2 separate regions of the Gossypium hirsutum genome follow, and region 2 is linked to region 1. The links are chromatin contacts, called in public Hi-C maps. All regions are on one chromosome and are shown on one strand. Each heading gives the region's core, a stretch centred on a gene start, on an enhancer-like site or on the middle of the called end of the contact. The rest is flanking DNA. Distances are from core to core; before and after follow the strand shown.

Evidence for each region. Hi-C and Micro-C count contacts between places; a contact is called where the count stands out from the background.
Region 2: a Hi-C map of leaf shows a contact between it and region 1, with 2.5 times the contacts expected there. The contact joins two enhancer-like sites. A contact is called at or near these places in 5 of 34 Hi-C or Micro-C datasets (all in leaf).

Annotation. Positions count from the first base shown.
Region 1 is chrD10:35,593,219-35,598,478 of Gossypium_hirsutum_v2.1, forward strand. It overlaps the pseudogene LOC121222445. Among protein-coding and RNA genes, the nearest start is that of LOC107914859, 30 kb to the left of the region's middle. Within about 2 kb of position 2,878, at least 8 of the 9 cell types and tissues checked have an H3K27ac peak or open chromatin away from gene starts, as enhancers often do. A contact at or near this core is called in leaf, where this site is marked.
Region 2 is chrD10:35,774,895-35,780,154 of Gossypium_hirsutum_v2.1, forward strand. It overlaps the pseudogene LOC107914855. Among protein-coding and RNA genes, the nearest start is that of LOC121222819, 40 kb to the right of the region's middle. Within about 2 kb of position 3,012, at least 1 of the 9 cell types and tissues checked has an H3K27ac peak or open chromatin away from gene starts, as enhancers often do. A contact at or near this core is called in leaf, where this site is marked.

The sequences.
Region 1 (5,260 bases), core at 1,628-4,127:
ATAAAATTAAAATTAAAAAATATATTTTATAAACCAATATTTACTTTTATAAACCAACATAAATATATTCTGCACTTATTATTTATTAATTTACCAAATAATTTTTTAATATAAATTCAACAATTATAAATTTTAGTAATAAATATTAAGTACTTAATTTTTCAATAGTTAAATTTTCAGTTTATTAAACACACCACTCTACCTATTAATATAAATTTATGTGTCCCATGCGTTATTGTAATTAATATAATTTATTTATTATAAAATTATATAATTTTATAATTAAATAATTTTTACACATTATTATTTATTTTATTTACTTAATAAATTATGAATAAATACTCAAAAAAATATAAATGAATTTTATATATCATTAACATCAGTTATTTTTTTTGACTAAATATATAAATTATTTTGTGTTATTAAATAATGCTAATATTGATTTTTTTAATATTTCTATTGTAAAGTTTAAAACTAATATTTGATAAAAAAAAAGATACTAGCAAAATACTAACCCTAAATCTATGAACTAAAGGGAACAACTTCTAATACAAATCTAAAAAAATTAAAAAGCAAATCGCATGCAAAATTTTAAAATAAATTTTCTTTTGAAAGAACTAAAACTGATTTTTCTTTTTTTAATTTATCAATTCAACCTATTCACAAAATATTTGATCCTATGATATCTACTGAATCTTACAGAACACCAAATCTCAATTGAACTATTTCAACCAGTTGATCAGATAGAATCATATTAACACTGTCCTAAACGATAGACCTTGGTCAATGACGGCATTTCTATTCAGGCCGAATGATAGCAAGTAAACAACACACATTTGAGCCAGAAAGATATTAGTAGTCTACAAACGAAAACTGAAATGCAGAGACTGGTAGAACTTTTGAGGCCAAAGGTAAGAAAATTTGATGAAATCTCATACTAAGTTTAGAGTTTGAATCAACAAAATACAACAAAGTTTAACTACCAAGAAGCTGCACAATACCATCAATGAGTCGAGTTGGTAGCAAAAAACTGTGACCTCCTACTTGTAAGGAACATCATCTATCTTAAATTGCTCTTCAACCATCTCAAGAAACAAGAGTGTGATTTGTTACTTAAGCCAGTGCAAGAACAATCATTAATAAGGAAAAAGATTACAAGACGACCAAAGCAAGCAATTCATTCGGAGAAAAGGAAACCAAAATCCAAGCAAATAATGGCACAGTTAGACTAAATGAAATCAAGATGTGTACTGGGTTCAATCGTGTCATTGTGCTGCTGGCACTTCTCACAAGAGAACAGTCAAGTTGAAAGTGTAAAGAATGAAGAAGGATCTTGTTGTCCTTGCTGATAGGATACTGTCACATCATCTCAACTTGGCATCTTCCTACTATTGGTTTCTACTTGTCATCCTTTCATTTTGGTGATTTTCTGATGCCCCAAACAATCAAAACTTTAAACAGACACATTCAGAAACAGCAATGTAGAGCCAACTTTTCCGGGAAAATAAATCTCTCTAACAACTGAAATTGAACTTTTCTATCAGTGTTGTTAAAATGAGCAAGCATCATTCTGTAAACTAATTTACAGCATAACACGTTAACTGTTGTATTACATCTACTTAGTTTCAAAGGGTACGTGTTAGGCAGAGTGCCAGTGCGTCCAACCAGATTTAACAATGCCATTAAAACAAGAATATGGAGCAAAGGAACTCCCAGTTACTACTTGGCCTAAAATGCAGATCTTTACAATATAATGAACTTAGGGCTCAAGAGCCGAGACCTGCTTACATACATGAAACCTCGACAAATTTCTATTTCAGCATGCAGTTTGAAAAAGTGTAATAAATCTTGGTATGATATCATAATGAACCATTGTACTGCTCTTTCATTCAGATTAACCATTCCCAATAACACAGAATTCAACAAGAAGTAAAAGAAACCAAAGTGAAGAAGTCAAAATCTCAAATGAATGGCGTCCTCTGCCTAACCTTAGCCTTCTCAGCATCGATAATAGATCCCACCAAATTAACAGCCTCCTCAAGCTTCCCATGTGCATTCACAACAACATAATCGAATCTCTTAACAAACTTCACCTCTCTCTGGCGGTAGCAATCCTGAGTAGCAATTCCTCCTTACTCTCAGTCTTCCTCTCAATCAGCCTCTCAATGAGCGCCAGCTCACTCTCAGCCACCAAAAATATGAACACCCCAGAATCTCCAAGTGTCTTCCTTAATGTTTCTGCCCCTTGAATGTCTACTCTCAACACAATATCACACCCTTTTGCCATAAACTCTCTTATCTGCTTCTTAGGTATTCCTTTGTAACCACCATAAACTACAGCATACTCCACAAGCTCATCTTTTTCAACCATCGATAAAAACTCTTCCTTTGACACAAAATAGTAATCTTTGCCATCAACTTTACCAGGCCTAATTCCTCTACTCGTAGCAGTAACAACGAAATGAAGATTTTCTCTAACTTCTCTGAGTCTTTTGATGACTGCATCTTTGCCTACCCCACTTGGACCACTTATAACAATGATTAAAGGGTTGGGGGCGCGGCAAATTCGGTCAGAGCTAAAAGAAGAGCCTAGAGAAGACTCCAAAGCACGAAGTAACTCTGGTTTAGAGACTTTGTCAAGGGAAGGAAAGGAATAGAACTTTTGGGTATCAGCCATTTTGATGGTTGAAGTGTAAAAGAATGGCCTGGGATGTTGAAAAAGTAGGTTTGTTGGGGAGGAGAAGTGAAAGAGGTTTAGGGTGAAAGAAAGGAGGGAGTCTACGAAACATGAGAGAAGGATTTTGGTTTAGTTGAGATCCGATCGACAAGGTAGACGAGAAAATCGAAAGAGGTTTCCATTGTCGTTGGGTTACTTTGGGAATTTTCAAGCATGGGTTTTGGGTTAAGGAAAGGGGACCTACTGTTAAAGCCCAAAGCTTCCAATCAGGCCGATTCTTTGGACTATTTTTCAATTCCAGAACATCTTTCACTATTTGACTCATGAAGTATATATTCACTTTTTTATTTTGGTAATTTAATTTTTTATAGTCCAATTTAGTATCTAAAATATTATTCTATTATAGTTTTTAGTTCATTTTTTAACAGACGCTAAAATAAATTTGACTAATTAAATCGTGTAACTTGTCATTTTTCATTTTATAATATAATTTTTTTTATTAAAAATAAATATTATATTATTTATTGGTTTTCTTAATTATTAACTTTCCTAAAAATATTGAATTTTCCCTAAACTATAGTCTATGTTTTTTCTCAAACATCGAGCAAGGTAATTTTTCGCACGGTGCGTCTTTCTTTTCATCGTTCGGATTCAAAACGAAGGCTTGGAGCTCATTGAACCCTAAAACCAAATAAGATGAGTTTTCTTCTTTGTGTTGATTTTTCCCTTTTTGGTTTTCTTGTTTCAGTAACAAGCACTTGTTAGCTAGTGTTAGCAATTGAGGACTTGACAAAAATAAAGCATATAGAAAACAAGATTATGGTCTCTTCTTCTTCTTCAAAGTGTAACCCAGAAATTTTTTTATTTTAAGAATTAAAAACATTTAATTATTTAATGGAATTAGTGGATTTTTATCTTTTTGGTGTTAGGATGCTGAAGAAGAAGAAAGATTTGATGGTGAAGAATTACCCAAATGAAGATGAAGAATTATCAAATGAGATGAGTTTTGATGAAGGAGGACAAGATAAAAGATCAAGAAATACCCAAATGATTCTTGAAATTTTGTTAAAAATATTTAATTATTTTTTTATCATTTTTAGATTTTCAAGATTTATATATATATTTATTTTTATATTTTTAAAATTTTATATCACTGTTGTTTGAACCAGACCATACTAGTTGGTCAGACTGAGAATTGGTTTGGAAAATGACTTTGAATCGGTTAAATCGAGAACCGGTGCAAATTGGTTGAACCAACTAAAAATCGATTGAATCAGGATTTTTAAAATTTTTTAATTTTTTAATAATTTTTTAATCCGACTGATTGGACCGGTCAAACCAGCGAACTGATGGCCTGATCGGTTTGACCAATGATCCAGTTTAAAAAACATTGGTTTATATATATATTTAATAAAAAATTATATATTTTTATAAAAGAAAGATGTGGTGGGATTTGATTGGTCACCATTTTTTTAACTTATGTTAGTAAAATGGACTAAATACTATAACATAACGATACTTTAGGTACTAAATTAGATAAAAAAAATTAAGTATGATAGAAGGAAAAAGAATATACTTTAGAAGTCAAATAGTGATTTTAGCTTTTCATTTTAGTTTAATACAAATAAAAGCACTCCAAATATTTTCAAAACATCAATTAAATTCATCTGAATCTTTTAAGATTCACCCAATTAAGTTTTTCAATCTACAAAGTTCATCAATTAAACCTTTTGTCCGTTAGATTTAATGAGTGACCATTAAATTCTAATGGTCTTGCTAACATGGCCATTAACTGTCGTTTAGTCAACCATTGTAAATCTGATGTGGCGGCCCATGTCAATAATGATCATTGATATTACAGTACAACACGGAGACTTGAGTGAGTTGTTTAACGACTTGAAATTTCTAATATTGAATTTCATGAAAATTTGATAATATAATGTAAGGTTTAACGAGAAATACTTTTTTGGGTGGTGAATTTAATATCTGAAATTCTAATTCTAGAGTTGAGAACTTATTATTGGTTTATTTTATTTTTATTTTAGCTAATGGGTCTTGATTGAGCTTGGATTAAATTGTAAAGAGAGGTGAGATTGACTTAACTTAGATTTAAAGATTGATTTGGAAAATGGAGAAACTTAGAAGCATTTATGTGGGCATTTTACAAAAGAGTAATATTTGCATTTTCCTAATATTCCACTGTTGAAAAAGTTAGGGGTGAGTAAAACTCGTTTTGATTTGAAAAATTAAAAAAAATCAAATTTTGAATTAATCGAATTGAGTTTTTTGGTTTCTTTGAGTCAACTCAAATAAGTAATCCGATTTTTTGAGTTTGAGTCGAGTTGAATTTTACAATTCAAATAAATTAAATAATTCAAACAACAAATTGGTGTAAATATCCATTTGGTCCTTCTCAATTTCGAAAATGAGCAAATTGATCCATCTCAACAAAAAATAATTAAAATAATTTTCAAAAATTCTAAATATTTATAAAAATTCTAAATTTTCATATATATATATATTAAAATTATAAAGATTAAAAACAAAATTAAAAATTCTTAAAAATTCTAAAGAATATATAAA
Region 2 (5,260 bases), core at 1,762-4,261, 180 kb after region 1:
TTGAGAGTCATCCGCTCCAATGCCCAAGATAAGGCATCTCCCTAATTGGACTTGATATACGACATATTAGTCTTTTAATTTATTTTTTCATTTTCGATTAGACTAAGGACATTTTTAGGTTAGTCTACTATTTAAACATTTAGACAACTTCCATTTTGTTTTGTGTGAAAAAACTATTTGAGGACAATTATACAAAGTATATTAATGTAATTAATGAATTTTTTTATTAACCAATTTGTTCGAAAAAAAAAATTACAAGTTTACAAACTAATATACTACACTAAGGACACTAGATCCAACATGTAAATGGTGCGGTAAGTCTCTTGGGGCTTTTGGTAGTTTTTTCTTGGTTGATTGGTGTTTATCGTCAGGTTGATTTGATGATGGCGAGGCTAGAATGAAAATTTTAGCGACTCGATCAAGTTGATGCATCTCTGGTTTGTTTCTGAATTATTCTAGTATTGCAGTCACTGTCAATTTGTCATTTTTTTAGGTTACTTTATAGACATGGAATTTGTGCATTAGTTTGTAGTGATTTATTTATCATTTTTATTATATGTATCTTATCTTTATATTATTATTTTTAATAATTCTTATTAATAATATTATTTTCTTAGAAAAAAGTTATAATCTTAGATTTCATCACATAATAACACAATTTGTTTCAAATCGATTTAATTTATTAATAAATGGAATTAGTTTCCGATAAAATTTAATGCTTAAAATTTGACACTTAATAAAATTTGGATACTAATCCTTAAATAGTTGTATGGTAACTCCAACAACGAGCACTTTTGCAAAGATTGATGCTACCAAACTACCATTAACAAAATTTTCAAATCAATCATCCAATCAAGCTCAGCCATCCTGATCAATCAGGGCCGCATATTAGGTGAGATTATGTCTCACTCAAATTTAGGGGTGTGCATAATTCGGGTAAAACTGAAAAAATTCGGTTAACCGACTGAATTCGGTTAATCGGTCGGTTAATTGAATTTTTTCGGTCGAGGGTCGGTCAATTTTTTTTATGATTTTTCGGTTAACAGTTAATTCGGTTTGAAACCGGTCGGTTAATCGAATTTTTTTGGTTAACCGAAAAAATTAATAAATAAAATTATCCAACCCAACCCAATTACCCAACCCAATAAAACTAAAACTAAAGTCTACCCAATTAGCAACCCAATAAAAATAAAACTAAAGTCTAACTCTTAGTATCTACCCAATTACACATGTTTTTTGTTTAGGTTTAACGCAAATGGAGATTTTTTGGAGAGAAGAAATGAATATAAATGGAGAATATTAAAGACTTACATTTCAACTATGTGTTAATTTCAATAATTATGTAATGTTTTTAATTATGTAGTGATTCAAAGACTTATGTAATATTTTTAATTATGTAGTGATTCAATTCGGGTAATTCGATTAATTCGGTTAATTTTTAATCAAAAATAAAAACCATACAATTTTCGGTTAATTTGGTTAACCGACCTAATTAACCGAAAAAATTTCGGTTCGGTTAATGTTTTTTTTTAAATTCGGTTCAGTTAACGGTTAAAAATTTTGGAAAGTCAGTTAATTCGGTTATAACTATTTCGGGTCGATTAACTAAATACACACCCCTACTCAAATCTCTATACTCTCTTCATAAAAGCCTAGTTTTTATAGCATCTCCTATCATCCATCTCTTTCTATGTTCCTTCAAAACTATCAATATGTTTTTCATTTTTAGTTGAAAGCAGGAGAACCAAAGTCCTAACCAAAATTAACTATAGATAAATCAAGGAAACTCATGCCTTCAACTAAAAGCAAATTTACAATACCTATAGGAGACACTTAGAAAACATATAAATCAATCTTCTATACAATAATTGACCTTACAATATCTTTATCAAATTGTTAATTTATTTTTCTACACGTAATATCAATTCTATTTTCCTAATAATTTATTAAGATTAACTGCTTAAATTAAAACTATACCTTTTAACAAATACTTACGTAAAAGTTAAACCTTTCAAAATAATAAAATAAAAACCAAATCTTTTTAAGGAACTCAAATAAAAGCTTTTCATCAATGCTCTTTTAAACCGGACTGGTGGTCAAATCCACCAGACCACTATTCCCAATTCAAATCGGTTAGACTGGCAATCCAACCAGAATTTATTTTTATTATATAATATATAAATTTTAAATTTTCATTTTATTTAAAAGTTTTAAAAATAAACCATACCAAGCCCAATACTTTATTATCCATCTTTTTATCTAACTGGGCTCAATAACCCAAATATTAGGATATTTAACTTCCCTTAGAGTGGGTTTGGATGAGCGATTGGGTGCGTTGCGGTGCGTTTAGTTTACTTTTTGTCTCACGCTACAGTATCTAATCTCACCGCCACTGCTATTTTTACACTAACCGCAGATAAACGCACCGCCTATCCAAGCTCACCATTAGTTTTTTTATCTGCCGTCTGCCACCTTCTCAATCTATCACTTCCATTTTTCTTTATTTGTTTAATCACTTTCTTCTTCTTCATCTTTCTTTTTTTTTTTTTTTGAAATTTGCTTTATGCTTTCATCAATATTGCATATATATAGAGATATATATTCAAAATCTTTCAGTTTCACTCTTTGCTTTGTAGAATTTTTCTCAGAACCATCAAGTTTCATCAAGTTTTTTCTTTTATAGTTTTATCAAGTTTCTCTCAGCAGTGCAGATTCTCTCTTCTCATTCCTTGTTCTGTTTTTTTTTTTCATTTTCATTTAAATTTTTCTTTGGTTGAATTATTGGATTAGATAAAATTGGACTAAATAATGTATGAAACATAAAACAAAAATTCATAAAACTACTAAAACACCGATTAAATCGATTTTTTAAATAAATTCAAACGATCCTGATTTCCGATTTGATAATGGTTTTGAACGGTTCAACATCACTATCCGAATTGGACCCCAAAGTATCAAACCATGAACTATAAAAGGCGTGCAAGAAAAGGAAAAACATATTGACTAGTGATCATGAGACCCCAATTCTTGACTACACAAAAAGTCTTCGCCCTCAATCAATCGGTCTTTTATACCCTTTACACGTTGTGTGAACTCAAAATTTAACCATTTGTAACTCCATCACCAAGCTTCCCGAGTGAGCAACTTAAACTTGCGAAATCCGATATGAAATTGAAGAGATAATCCGTTAAATACAACTTGCCTATCAAAGCTATTATACATTTTTCATTTTCTAATAATATGATACAGCGTTCCAGTCAGTGTGGTATATCGGATCTAACCTAACCGTTCGAACAAATTTATGTAGAAAATGAGAATTTGAGCTTAGGAGAAGAACCGTAATATGTTATGTAGTAGACGTATGATGTTGAATATCATGATCCTGAATCAAAAGACCATTCAGAAGTGGGCGCTCTGCATCTGCATTTCCTACCAACAATCTTTTCTCATGTCGCTGACCTCTACCATTAAACCTAAAAATAAAACAGAAATCAAAGCAAATACTGAAAATGCCAAAGATAATAAAATATATTAGATATTAAAGATTAATATTTATATTTATATTCATATAAAATAAATTTTAATTATTAAGTAGTAATCACAGAATTAAAATATATTTACTCACCCTACACTGTCCGAGCTAAAAAGGTTGCTCGGTCCCTCAGACAAGTTAGATAATTGATGTGGAGATATATGCCCATGAAACACTTACAGAAGAGAGAACGTGAACACACCAAGATAATATATGCTTGCCATAGGAATACTAATAGAGTTTCTATTGTCAAGTTCAGACGCACCTTAACATCTGAAGATGTTACTAGTTATTAAGTCAAAGAGACCTATCTTACACTTTAGTTGACATGTAGGAGAAAGAAAATTCGAAAGGCCATTTTCGGAGATAGGAGCATACTACCTTAAAACCAAAACTGAATGATTTTTACTGTTGTGCCTACACGTGGACTTGCACACTACATTATTAGTTAGGCAGATTATAGTTCTCATTCCACCCTTGAGATTTGCACATAACCACCTTAGTGACTTGAAAGAGAGTCCGCGATATAGCTTTAAAGTCTGTTTGGTGAGGTTAGACAGGTGTCAAGTTGAGATTAGGATTTCCACATACTTTATACGTTCTCAGTCAATTAAAATTTTGTAAACAGAAAGTAAGGCAGCAGAGAGACCTTACACTAGTTGATTGGAGCTCCATTGTAGTTGAATCAGTTTCCTGTGACATAAGAGATCACACGTTCAAATTACTATAGAGTCCAAATTAAAAATCTTAAGAAAAAGCTGATGCAGCTAAAAGTACCTCTTCAATCAACAAATCCTTTCTAGTGATCACACCAATCATACGAGATGCACGGGGAACAACAAATATGTGTCTCAATCCTAGTTGCCGGAAAATATTGTAAACCTATACCGTCACCATTAACAAGTAAAAGACAAAGATACTGTAACAAACATGATAATCTGTTAAAAGCAACACTGTAAAAAAGAAATCACCTTTGTTAATGACATATCTTCCGGTACAACATATGGTGAGGGATTCAAAAATGGTGCAAGATCTATGTACATTTCTAGGTCATCTGAACTAAGATGAATATCATTTATTGATATTCCTTTACTTGAAACAGGTTTAGCAAATTCACTAAAATTGTGCCTGTAAACAAAGGGAGCTATTTACTCTTAAGCTGAACTGAATAAAAAGCCAGAATGAAACTATAGAATTAAAACTTATAGCAGACTTCAACTTACCGAATCCCTGGGATCCACCTCTGGGATCACAAGGCAAAGGACTATGCTGGAAATCTATCTTAGATTGAAGAAGCACCAGTAGGTGACTGCATTATAAGCAAAGCGCAGCAGTTAGTTCTTCCAAGCATGCTTCTGCTCTACAATATAAAGAGCAAAACCTCTGGGAGCGAAAAAATGTCATTTGTTGTACCTCCGAAGCATAAGTCCGATAACAAGTGTTTCTCCATTTCTTGTGTGATCAATTACCTAGGTAAGGTGAACAATGAAATACTGTTTTCATAATTGCTAACATTGAACTAGAGACACTATGTGAAAGCTAAGCTTACGGGAAAGCCATTATGCTTGTTGCTCTGCAAAATAGAGACCACATCTGCAACCTTTACAACCCGCGGAAGTGAGAGAACCTACAAATGTAGAAAAGCGAGCAGCTTAGGAGTAAAAGTTGTCCTTTGCTTTAAGCACTTGCATGATTATCAGCTCGTATCTACACTAGAGATTATTTTTA